2 separate regions of the Pan troglodytes genome follow, and region 2 is linked to region 1. The links are chromatin contacts, called in public capture Hi-C maps. All regions are on one chromosome and are shown on one strand. The core of a region is the stretch at or near the end of the contact, and the rest is flanking DNA. Distances in the headings are between cores, read along the strand shown. Region 1 overlaps TPCN2 (two pore segment channel 2). Region 2 overlaps LTO1 (LTO1 maturation factor of ABCE1).

The links. Capture Hi-C pulls out chosen DNA fragments and counts their contacts.
Region 2: a contact with region 1 is called in a capture Hi-C map of stem cell-derived neural stem cells, with 4 times the contacts expected there. The contact joins two enhancer-like sites. A contact is called at or near these places in 2 of 7 Hi-C or Micro-C datasets (induced pluripotent stem cells and stem cell-derived neural progenitor cells), 1 of 1 datasets of contacts at active chromatin or transcription factors (stem cell-derived excitatory neurons) and 1 of 1 other capture datasets (stem cell-derived neural stem cells).

Annotation. Positions count from the first base shown.
Region 1 is chr9:71,161,213-71,167,713 of NHGRI_mPanTro3-v2.0_pri, forward strand. The region is part of intron 19 of TPCN2 (two pore segment channel 2); the gene reads left to right. Among named protein-coding and RNA genes, the nearest start is that of SMIM38, 44 kb to the right of the region's middle. Within about 2 kb of position 3,564, at least 1 of the 24 cell types and tissues checked has an H3K27ac peak or open chromatin away from gene starts, as enhancers often do. A contact at or near this core is called in stem cell-derived neural stem cells, where this site is marked.
Region 2 is chr9:71,724,646-71,731,146 of NHGRI_mPanTro3-v2.0_pri, forward strand. LTO1 (LTO1 maturation factor of ABCE1) reads right to left here. Exons shown (of 6, transcript XM_016921435.4): 2 at 5,175-5,280; 3 at 3,694-3,764. Among named protein-coding and RNA genes, the nearest start is that of LTO1, 4.1 kb to the right of the region's middle. Within about 2 kb of position 2,351, at least 5 of the 24 cell types and tissues checked have an H3K27ac peak or open chromatin away from gene starts, as enhancers often do. A contact at or near this core is called in stem cell-derived neural stem cells, where this site is marked.

The DNA.
Region 1 (6,501 bases), core at 2,314-4,813:
CATCCATCCATCCATCCATCCATCCATCCATCCATGCATCCATCCGTCTGTCCATCCATCCATCCATCCATCCATCCATCCAAGCATTTATTCATCCATCCAAACATCCATCCTCCATCCAAACATCCATCTGTTCATCCATCCATCCATCCATCCATCCAAACATCCATCTATCCAAACATCCATCTATTCATTCATCCATCCATCTATCCATCCATCCAAACATCCATCCACCCATCCGTCTATCCATCCAAACATTGATCTGTCCATCTAAACATTCATTCAAACGTCTATCCATCCATCCGTCCATCCATCCATTCATCCATCCATCCATCCATCTAAATATCCATCCATTCATCCATCCATCCATCCATCCATCCATCCATCCACCCATCCATCCATCTGTCCATCCAAACATCCATCTGTCCATCCAAACATCCATCCATCCATACATCCGTCCATCCAAACATCCATCCATCCATCCATCCATCCATCCAAACACCCATCTATTCATCCATCCATTCAGCCATCCATTCTTTCATCCATCCATCCATCCATCTAAACATTCATCCATCCATCCATCCAGGCATCCATCCAAACGTCCATCCATCTGTCCATCCATCCATTCGTTCGTCCATCTGTCCATCCATCCATCCATCCATCCATCTAAGCATTTATCCATCCATCCAGACATCCTTCCGTCCATCCAAACATCCATCTGTCCATCCATCCATCCATCCATCCAAACATCCATCCATCCATCCATCTATCCATCCATCCATCCATCCATCCAAACATTTCCCAAATATCTATCCAAACTCCCTACTTCCCTCTTTGTAGTCTATGACAAACATTCTTCTTGATACTGGGGATACAGGATGGATCCTAGTTCCTGCTCTCAGGAGGCTGGGAAGCTCTGAAGAAATGATTATGCAAATCTACTAGAATTGTGAGGACCACCAGGAAGGAAGGTACAACACTCACTAAGAGTGTATAACCAGCCCCCCCTCACCTGGTGCTCAGAGTGGGCTTCTCTGGCAAGTGAGCTGAGATGAATTGGATGAGCCAGAGTGACCTGCTCGGGAGCAGAGAAGCGCAGTCCCAGTGGGAGGAACAGAATGTGCAAAGCGTCTGAAGAAGGAAGGGCTTGTTGAAGTGGGAAGACTGGTGTCTGTAGGGGTGGGTGGGGAAAATGAAGAGGCTGTGGAGGAGGCGGGGGGCTCAGGCACTGGGTCAGGGGGGCCATACTTTGATGATGCTGACAGACTCAGGGTCAGGTGATCACTCTGGGGTGTGAACTCAATGTGGCCCCCTTCCAATTCTGTTTTGCAGTCTCTGCTTTCTCAGAAGGTTACTCCAAAAGGGGACCACAAGGTCAAGATGGGCACGGGGAGGCTTTGGATGCCGAAGCAGTTTTATTTTGGCAAGTCAGCCGAAGGAGCACGTGCGCCTAAAATTAGGCAAGAGTGTGAGCTGCACACAAGTTCACACGCTCAAAACTCCTGTGGGCAGGGCCTGCGCAGCTCTCCTCTGTCTGTTAATGGTACAGTCTGTTCAGACCTTTGGAACATTCCTCAGCTTTTATTTAATGTAGGAAGAATCATTTCTGGAATTAGCATATAAATTGGCAGAAGTCAGCAGCTCTAGCAGAAGTCACTCTCTGTGTCAGGAAAGGAGAGCGAAGGCCTGTGCATGGATGGGAGGTCCACTCCCACTCCTCTGGCGCCCTCCTTTCCCCTTCAAGGGGCAAATACATGGTTCATTTAAAACACTCCAGCTTTCTTCCCAAAATGTGCAACTTGGGAAAGAATCTGTGTCCCTTCAGCTCTGGCTGCAAGGGGAGAGGGGTCGTGGCCAGGGACGGGGTGCTGAGGAGAGCATGGGAAGCCTTTCTGACCAAATGGCTTGCTTCGGGAAAATTTTCCCACAGGAGTGGCCCCATGGCCTGCCTCCCAGCACAAGGTTATTGAAAGGGAACACAGAGAAATGTTCACTGCCCTAAGCTGTCTTGTCTGGTCTGGTCGGGGGCAGATATTTTACACATTTTATAGCCCTATTAGTTTTAGGTCTTTTGGATAGGGGTGACCAGTTGATCATTAACTGTTTGCTACGTGTGGCATTCTGAATTCTGGCCCCAGATAGCTCAGCCCAGCGTGCTGATTCCGCCTGGCCATTGGGCCATGGCTGGGTGGGCCGCCGCCTTCCCCAGCGGGTGGGGCGAATTCTCCTGATGCCAGGGCTGGGGCCCATGTGGAGGCCTCCCTGGCTCCCTCAGGCTCTGGTGTGAACACTTCATTATCCTTTCTGGGAGTTCAATCCCCTTGTGAACCCTCCACCATGGTGTCTTCACAAGACTGTGGGCGTCTGCCCTAAAAAGGCACCAATGATTTGATTCTGACATTCCTACTTTGGTGTGTTTCCCCCAGAATAAAATAGCAATCAGGCTGGGCGCGGTGGCTTATCCCTGTAATCCCAGCACTTTGGAAGGCTGAGTTGGGCGGATCATGAGGTCCGGAGATCGAGACCATCCTGGCTAATATGGTGAAACCCTATCTCTACTAAAAATACAAAAAATTAGCCAGGTGTTATGGGCGCCTATAGTCCCAGCTACTCAGGAGGCTGAGGCAGAAGAATCGCTTGAACTCGGGAGGCGGAGATTGCAGTGAGCCGAGATCGCGGCACTGCACTCCAGCCTGGGCAACAGAGCGAGACTCCTCCCCACCCCCCCAGCAAAAACAGCAATAAAACAGGGGCTCTCTCTACGTCCTGGACAACCATGGGGTCTGGGTGTCCTCTTCTCCACCTTTCGGCCTCCAGGCCTGGCCAGGACACTGTCCTGTCCTCGTTGTAAGACTTGCATTTTTGACGTTCTCTACCTACAAAAGGTTCGTGCCAAAGTGCAGCTTTTGGTCGGGTTGGGAGTCCTCAGGCGGCTTCTTGGACAGGAGGGTTGGGCAGGTCAATGGGGTGGGAGTTGGGGAGCAGCCACACTCATGAATAGATTCTCGTTTTGCACTAATCAGATTTTCTAGCAGAGCTTCCAGAAATGTCGTTCTCTTGCAGAATCAAAGGCAATTGCAAGGCATTAAAAACCAATGTGCCTTCAGTGTGTGGGCTCCCGGTCTCACCCCCAGCTGGTTCATGTTGCCGCCCAGTCCCGTCTCAGACCTCCTTAGGCCGCCTGTTCTCCCTCCCCGCCCCCAGCTCAGTGCCATCTCCCCTCCCGGCAACTCCCTGTTCTAACTCCTCTCCTTCTGGGACACGTGGCCTCTGGTGGGCACTTCCAAATGGTCAATGTTGTCACTCACCCTGGGCTTAGAACTGTCTATGGCTCTTCAGGATTCAATCTAAGAGAAAAGCCCCAACCCCTGGTTTGAGCCTAGAATGCCCAGCGAAGCCCGGCCCCTCACTCAGGGCAGCCTCGAGAACGTCCTGCAGCTGCCTGGACATGGCACCGCTGTCTCTCTCTCTGCATGTCCACTGCTGTTCCCTCTGCTGTCTCTCTCTGTGCGTGTCCACTGCTGTTCCCTCTGCTGTCCCCTCGTCCCCACCTGGCCAACCTGCCCCACCCCGACGCCCCTCTTCAGGAGGCCTCCCCTGTTCCCGTCTCTGGGCTCTAGTGCTGCATTCATCACGTTATTCCCTTTCCATGAGTCTCATTTCCTCCCAGGTCTCCTTCCACCTCCATGCATTCTGGGGCCAGAGGCAGCTCTGAGCACTGTGGCCGAGGGATAGACGGACCAGTATGTGGGGAGGTAGGTGAGGGGTGTGCAGTTTTATAGCTCAGCCCAGAACATAGGCGGTGGAGCCAGACGGACCTGGGCTCGAGCCCAGCCCTCGCAGCTGTGTGATCTGAACAAGTTACCTAACCTTTCTGAGCCCGGTTTTTTCATGTGAGCAAACAGGCCGTGCGACAGCCCTTCTGGAAGGTCAGGGAGGCTGTGGCCCAGCTCTCGCTCGGAAGTGCTCAGTGATGGGTTTGGAATATTGTGGGGACCGAGGGGTAGGGATGTTTTCCCTGAGTGTGTGAGGATGACCCTGGTGTGTGGAGCAAAAAGGCAAGCTGGCCCCCGGGCGTAGGGGCTGGGGGTGCTACAGGGAGGTGCTTTTATGCTCATGCCTTCCAGAATGGGAGAGCCCTAGGCCTCACCCAGGAAAGAGAAGGACCCGTGCCAGGTGCCGGCTTCATGTCCAGCTCTGCCACCCTCTTTCGTAGGGATCCGGGGCCCCATTGTTCACATGGGGGTGGCCTCTAGGCTCCTGATGATCTCTTGGGAGCTGCCCTTGGTGATGCCGAGCTGCCTACAGGGGTCCTTCTGGGGCCTGAGGCCAGGTGGTCACTGGGCCCCTGCCCCTCGGCCCCTTTGTGAACCCAGCAAAACCTGCACCTTTGGCGCATGACCTCCAGCTCCTTGGGAACCTATGACTGCTCTTCCAGAAGTCCCTCTACCTGGCAACGGGCCCTCCACCGAGAACTCCTGGTGCTGAGATGGACGGATCATGATTTCCTTCTGTCTGCACCAGGCTTTGCTTAGGAGAGAAAATGCCAGAAACAAAAAGGCTTGTCTCACCCTCAGCCTTAACATAGGATTTATTATGAATAAATGAAACTCCCTTGCAGGGCAGTTGCTCTGCGACCAGCGTGGCCTAGGAAGGCTCAGCTCCAAGTGATCAGCTCTGTCCTACAGAGACTGAAGCTTGGAGCAGCTGGTGACAGGACCACGGGCACGTAGCCTGGATTGGGAGAAGTTGGGAGTGGCGATCACTAGTGTTTGCGGAGCACTTGCTAGGAGGCCTGAGCCAAGGATGTTATCTTATTGATGTATGTTATCTTGTTTAATCAGAGCGTGCCAAACATCCCAGTCTGCCCCAAAGTCCCGGGCGACACCTGTCGCCCTGGCGTCATCATTAATAACCCCCGGAAGGTGAAAACTCTCAGAGTGCCCTTGTGGAGCTGATAAGGAGCACGGTTTCACTGTGCTTAGTCCTCTGTTGAGCCCTCTGGAATATCCCTATGATGTGGATGAACAAACTGTGGGTCAGGGGGATGGAGGGACTTGCCCAGGGTCACCAGCTCGGAGGCAGGGTTGGATTCCAGGATTTATAATCTCAGAGGTGGGATTTAAAGCCACGGCCCTCTAATCCTTCCCGAGCAACCGAAGGCACGGAGTGTGTTCGCGGTATCAGGGAGGGTGGTGGGAAGGCAGGGGCGGAGGTCCCTTCAGAGGCCTGACCTTCCCAGGACCCCTCACCAGCGGTCAGCAGCCGGGGTCCCGGGAAGAATTCTGCCGAGAGAGAGCTTTTTCCCCTTCAAGGAATAAAAAGCACACACACACATTCCTCCGAATCAAAGGTGTGTCCAGAGAGAGGGAGGGCAAGGCCCCTTGACCAGCAGCTGCCAGCAGCCTGGGCACATGACAGCCCCTGAAGGCTGCTGGCACTGACTCTGGCCAGGCATTTGCAGTGGACGGCGGTGCCAGGAGAGGGAGGGCGGCCTTTCACCAGCTTGGCACCTCTGCCATGTGACGGCCGCCTCCCCTGGGGGAGGGCGGGGCCGCCCCTCTCCCAGCAGGCGGGTGCAGCCCCAGGGGTGCTGCAGGCCACTGCGGGACCTTCAGGGCCCGGCTCCCGGCACTGGCCTCTGTGCCCTGGCCGTTCCTGGGGTGGGGCATGGGTCAGGAACTCGCACTCTCACTCTCGGGAGATAGGAACTCAGTCCCGTTCATAACCCCACCGTGTAACCTGGAAGGCACTTTGCAGTTTACAAAGGCCGTCATAGCCAGGGTCCTTGAAGGAGGCGTGTCACTGTCCACTCTCCAGAGAGCAGCCTGCGGCCTGGGAGGTGGGCTTCGCCTCCTCGACGTCACATGTTGGGGGCTGTTTCCTCGTTGACTTCCAGTGCAGGGCTGTGATCTGGAGTCCAGGCCTTGCTGGCCGGGAACCCCAGGACAAGGGTGGCCGTGACATATGTTCTGGCGCCTTCAGTACTAGTGAAAGAAACGAGCCGGCCGTGTCAGCTGGGAGATTTCTTGCGGCTGCCGTAACAAAAGATCACAAACTGGTGGGGGCTGGAAACCACAGAAATGCCTTCTCTCCCAGTGCTGGGGCCGAAGCCCGATATCTAGATGTAGGCAGGGCTGCGCTCCCTCCGACGGCTCCAGGGAGGGACCCCGGCCTCTGTCTGCCCTGGTGCCTCCAGGTGCCCTGTGGCTTGTGGCTGCCCCGCTCCAGTCTCCGCCTTGTTTTCATGTGGCCCCCATCTCTTCTCCCTGTGTCTCTCCTCTGAGCCCTCAGGAGGAGGCTGGTCATTGGATTTTGGGTTCTCCAGGATGATCTCACCTCAGGGTCCTTAATTGCATCTGCAGTGCCTGTTTCCAAATAGGGCCGCATTTGGTTAGGACGTGGACACGTCTTTCGAAGCCACCATGCAGGCCACTACAGGAGGTTTCATGAATTCATCTCAATTTCCAGAGGACCTGGTGTTGCTTGGCCAGCCCCCTC
Region 2 (6,501 bases), core at 1,101-3,600, 560 kb after region 1:
CACCACAGGCTCAACTTACGCAACAGCTATGCTGCTGGCTTACTGAAACCCAGCAGGTGCGCTAAGAATGCCTTCGTTCAAAAGCTGGATGATTATTTTCTCATTACACGAAATCATATTTATTTACCTAGCAACGTGCTTAGGCCCATACCCAGTACCTCGACAGCAAGTGTATGCCTAGCTTACAGACACGCCTCCATTCCGACCACGGGGCCGAGGGGCTGAGGCAGCCAGAAGCCCTGCTGACTCTCGAGGTCACACATGCAGAAACAGACAGAACTGGGCAAGAGGGACTGGGGCTGGGCACGAGCAGGCCTGCTCTGGGTCTGGGGATTTTCCAGGATCTGGAATCTTTGTGCTCAAAGCCTTCCAGAGTTCAGCTGCAGGTAAACCACCAAACCCCTCCCTCCAAAGGCGGAAATCAGTACTGTCCCCTCCCCAGGGAGGAAACAGCTTTGCTGGGGAGGCAAGGAGGTTCTGCAGAAAGGCTGTGCACTCAGGAGACAGCAGCCCTGGGCATGACATCTCCCCAACACCTCTCTACCTGCTTTCAACCCTGCTGGCCTCATCTGTAAAATGGGGGGCATCCCAGCCTCCAGATGGTGAGAAATTAATTTGTTTTTTTTTTTTTTTAAATGGAGAGAGTAACAGCAACCTCACAGACTTTCAAGAGGATTAAATAAGTGACATGGGCCGGGCCCGGTGGCTCATGCCTGTAATCCCAGCACTTTGGGAGGCCGAGGAGGGTGGATCACCTGAGGTCAGGAGTTCGAGACCAGCCTGACCAATATGGTGAAACCCTGTCTCCACTAAAAATACAAAAATTAGATGGGCGTGATAGTGTGTGCCCGTAGTCCCAGCTACTCGGGAGGCTGAGACAGAATTGCTGGAACCTGGGAGGTGGAGGTTGCAGTGAGCTAAGATTGTGCCACTGCACTCCAGCCTAGGGGACAGAGTGAGACTCCGTCCCAAAAAAAAAAAAAAAAAAAAAAATATTGACATGAAGCTTGGACTCTAGCACAGAGTAGGTGCTCAATAAATGTTAGTCTCTTGGTCTCTTGGTTTCCTCTGGATCCTAGAGATCAGGGCTCTCACCTGCAGGGTTTTAAAAATAATCTACACATGTGTACATCTCGTGGGGCCAGGTCTTTTCAATGAACCACAGGTGGTCCTGAGAAGCATGCTGCCTCTATGCCGCATTGGACCATGTGAGTGGCCAGAGTAGGCAAGATACTCGATTAACGGGCATTTTAAAGAACTGACGGTTAGGATGAATCAACAGCAATTCAAAGCAACCAAGACCTCCTGTGTACTTGCAAACAGCTGGTGCTCCTGGATACAGAGAAGAGCAAGTTTGCCAGCAGCATCCAGTTTACAAGAGCTAACCATGGCTACCTCTCTGAGAAAATACAAAACTGTGAAAGGTCAAAGCAAGTCAGTTTTAGCAACAAAGCACCTGGTTTCCAGGGAAACCAAAGGGAGACGCCAAAACGTGGGAGGTGGCTGTATGCTAACCCGATGCAGAGGACCACGCACTTTCCACTTGGCAAGCGGTGACTTCTCTGGTCAGCGATGCTGCTCAGACACACCCAGCCGGGCGCACCATCAGAGGCGGCACACGTCAGGCAGGTGTGAGCAGCTCAGGGCTAATGAAACAAAGTGATGGTGCCAGAGCCCCCGTGCTCAGCCCTGGTGCGCGCTGGTCTGCAGGAGGGTTTCACCAGACTGCTGAAGCTGGGGACAGAAGTGTCACGCAGTTTACTGGAAAGCTAGTTACTCAACGGAAAGCACCATCTTTTGGCCTGAGATGCCGCTCTCCGTGGTTTCTTTGGTGTTACAATGCCCAGCATTTTGCTGAATGACAATGCGGTGGCAGGTGTTTTTCTCTTAACATCCTTATTTGGAAAAATTTACAGGTAAAACATGCAATATCAGCCCTTCACCATTTAAAAAAAAAAAAAAACAAAAAAAAACCCTGACATATAAGATCTAAACATCCGTGAACCACTGCTCTACAATAAAGCCTTAGGTTCCAAAGAGACCTCTGGGTACTACTGGATGGGATGAGGGCGGCTGCGAGGGGGGTCTGGCAGGGCTTCCACCAGCTCCTCGTCAACCAAAGCGGTTCTTCTCTGTTAGCTAGACTGAGTGTGCTGCTTTCAGACATCAGCAAACCCCTGCTCTGGGGTAAGGGCTGGCAACCTCCTGGGATGGGACCACTGGCACACAGCGGAGCACTTCTCCAGGAGCCGGCAGATTCTGCCGCTATGGGAGAAGGGAGACAGGCGGAGAACTCCAAGAACACACATCCTTTTGTGGCCTGGAGTTGAGAGCCACGCTCAGCTTTGACTGCCACCTAGTGGCAGCACAGGCTGCCAACAGCGATTCCCCTGGGATCCCCAACTGCCGGCCGCTGCCTGAGAACCAGGAGGAAAATGTCCTCAAGTGCCCCTCTGCTAACCCAGAATCCCATCGACTCCCAACTGCTGGTACAAACGGAGCAGAAAGAACTACCCGTATCAGTTGCAAGCATCCTCATTCTTAAACATTTGAATATTCAAGATATTCAAGGTATTTCTAGAAATTCAAGATATTTCAAATAAAAGCACAAGTCACGTAGTCAGGGAGAGAGTTATCCACTCTCCTTGTGCCCCTCCCACGCTAGGCGAGGCCACCAGGTGTCAGAATGACGCAGAGCACCAGCTCAGGTCCCGCGCTTGCTGCCGCCCATGAACAGCAGAGTATCCAAACCATCTCAAGGGTTCATTTCCAGCTTCAGAATGAAGATAGATAAAGCAGGATCACATGGGGCTTCAGTAAGTACAATGCAGGAAGAAGAGTTTTTGTTTGTTTGTTTGTTTTTGAGAAGGAGTCTCGCTCTGTCGCCCAGGCTGGAGCGCAGTGGCATGATCTTGGCTCACTGCAACCTCTGCCTCCTGGGTTCAGGCAATTCTTCAACCTCAGCCTCCCGAGTAGGTGGCACTACAGACACACGGCGCCACGCCCGGCTAATTTTTGTATTTTTAGTAGAGACAGGGTTTCACCATATTGGCCAGGCTGGTCTTGAACTCTTGATCTCGTGATCTGCCCGCCTTGGCCTCCCAAAGTGCTGGGATTATAGGAGTGAGCCACTGCGCCCGGCCGGGAAGAGTTTTTAAAGGCTAAAAACAATTCAAATGACAGCTAACACTTACTGAGTGTTGACAAGTTCCAGAAAGGAGTTAAACACATTTAAAGGCATTTTCTTGTTAACAGACTTAGTTGGCTACATTAAAAAACTGATGACACTGGTGTCCTCATCTCTGAGCCCAAGTGCTACAAAACTGTTCTAATTTGTTTATTAGAAGCTCAGGGGAAAGGTGAATGCGAAAATACAATCAATGTCAACATTATTTTATTGGTAGGGTATCTAAAAGCCATGCGGTGCACTAATGACTCCAGGTAAAAGGCAGGAGCATAGAACTCTTGAGAAGCAACAACAGCCAGTGTTCACCAAACACCTAAAATGTGCCTGGCACTTTCTATTTAGTATTTCCGTTAAATCTCCTAACAACACTCAAGCTTGACACTGATAATTTTCTCCATTTTACAGATGAGGAACAGACAGATTGATTACTCAAGGGCATGCTGGTAACCCATGGAACTAGAACTCCTGGTTCCTACGCTGAGAAAGAAAGACATCTTCACCTTTACCTGTCCTTCTCAGTGGTGCAACTGTGCAGTAGACATTTCCATGCAAAAGCAAAACCTTGGTAGCACCCGATCTGTGAATGTGAAAAATATTTAAGAGTGAAATTAATAAGCAACTAGCTACACTTTCATTACCAAGATCTCAAAACAAAAGGTGGGGGCAGAAGGCAGCGGTGCTTCTCACACTATTGTTCTGGAAGCACCTGTTGAGCATTAGGCAATGGAAATTAGGAAATTAGGTCATCGGTGGGGCAGCCAGCCTCCCAGATGCCCCAGTCCTCATCTCCTGGTACCCATGCCCTGTGCAGGTCCCTCAACACTCCACCAGGGTGGCTTTCATAACCAACAGAATGTGGAGGAACAGCACAAAGCTCCTGAGTCTAGGGATAAAAGCCAGTGTCACTTGCCTCACCAGCTCTCTTGGACCACTCGCTCTTGAATGTCATGAGGACATACAAGCAGCCCCATGGAGATGTCCATGCCCACAGTCAGGTGACAGCACCACCTTGGAGGCAGATCCTCCAAGCCCAGTCAAGCCTTCAGGTGACACGGCTCTGGCTGACACCCTGAGCCAGGACCACCCAGCAAAGCTGCTCCTGAGTTCCCAACCCTCAGAAACATGTGAGATCATCCATATTTGCTGTGTTAAGCCCATGAATTTTGTGGTGATCTGTTTCACAGCATCGAACATCCAATATAGTCATAACTGCCTCAACTCAGACTTTGCCACTAAGGGCCACTTATCTGTAAGAGCCAATCTAGGACAAAGGGCAAGAAGAGAAAAAAAAATCATGAAGTTAATGAAATTTCAATGTAAACATAAATGGAATATTCTCACATGACAGAGGGCACCCATTCTTTGGACAATGATTCAGCTGGCTTAGTACATGAGCCAGCACCATGACACTCCCAAGTAAACTCAGGAGACCAGGTACTTGTTTTCTTTTATCCAGCATGCATAATTTAATTGTATCTACCTACAGCAAAATGCAATCTTGGTTCTGTACTAAGAATATTTCTCCAGCAACAGTCCATCTAGTCCATTAACTACCATGCAAAGGCACTGTGATTTTTTTTGTTTATTTTTTGGAGATGGAGTTTCATCCTGTCGCCCAGGCTGCAGTGCAATGGCATGGTCCCGGCTCACCACAACCTCCGCCTCCCAGGTTCAAGCGAGTCTCATACCTCAGCCTCCCAAGTGGCTGGGATTACAGGCATAAACCACCATGCCCAGCTAATTCAGTATTTTCAGTAGAGACAGTGTTTCACCATGTCGGTCAGGCTGGTCTCCAACTCCTGACCTCAAGGCGATCCGCCCACCTCAGACTCCCAAAGTGCTGGGATTACAGGTGTGAGTCACAGCGCCCATCCGGCACTGTGATTTTAAAAGGCCTGACAATTCTTACTCCATCACACTGAATATCGAAATAAATTATAAATTGTAAATGAAGAGGCTTCATCTCCAGATGGGGGTTCCCACTTACCTCAGACCCGATTTTGGCTCCATGCAGCGTGCCATGCTGCCTTCCCTCCATCACACCCAAACTACTGCCTTCTTCATAGCCTTCCCGATACCCTTCCCCATGAAACCTGTGAAGAAGAAGTATGCTTCATCAAATCAACAGGAGAAAGAATACTTTCTCCAGAAAAACTTCTCTCTCTTGTATTACCCGGACCCAGTAAGACAAACCAGAGTAAAGGAGGAAAAGCCTAAAATTCAAGTCAGAAGACACAGATTCCAGTCCCAGATCTACCACTTCCTATTTGCCTCTGGAAGTCACTGTACCTCTTGTAGCCCAGTTTCTCCATCTACAACAAAGGGCTAAATTAGGGATTCCCAAACCTGATAGGGTACTAGAAACACACAAGGAAAATTCAAAGATATTAACTCAAAAGCCTCACCCCCAGAGATTCAGTACGTCTGGAGCAAGGCTCTGGAATCTACTTTTCTTTCTTCCTTTTTTTTTTTTTTTTGAGACAGGGTCTCTGTTGCCCTGCCTGGAGTGCAATGGTACGATCACAGCTCACTATAGCCTCAAACTCCTGGGCTCAAGCGATCCTCCAGCTTTGGCCACTCAAAGTGTTGGGATTACAAGTGAGGGCCACCGCACCTGGCCTGCAATCCACTTTTCTTTTCTTGAGACGGAGTCTCGCTTTGTCGCCCAGGCTGGAGTGCAGTGGTGCGATCTCGGCTCACTGCAAGCTCTGCTTCCTGGGTTCACGCTCTCCTGCCTCAGCCTCCCAAGTAGCTGAGACTACAGGCGCCCACCATCACATCCGGCTAATTTTCTGTATTTTTAGTAGAGACGGGGTTTCACCGTGTTAGCTAGGATGGTCTGGATCTCCTGACCTCGTGATCCGCCCGCCTCGGCCTCCCAAAGTGCTGGGATTACAGGCGTGAGCCACCGCATCTGGCCCGGAATCTACTTTTCAAAGTCTCCTAGGTAAGTCTGGTTTGCAGCCAGAGTTAGGGGGCCAAAGTTCTGTGAGTGTTCAAGTAGCACTAGCCCAAGTCAACCGCTTCCAAAAAACTGCAACATACACACGGTTTGACATCACATGGGTAGGGCAACAGAGAGAAATGGCATCAGATCACCACAAAATGTTCTCCGACTGGTACCCGGAGTAGCACTGACCCTGAGGCCCAACAGTGGAACTAGCACTATCTTAACCTGCAGTCACCAAACGTGCAAGGAGTGGGCTGCAGCGCCCCATGAAGCAGGGTGCACAGCTCCCCACTTATTAGTTGTGTGACCCTGGAAACTGACTGTGCCTCCTAGTCTGTAAATTCCGAAGAATAATAGGATCCAC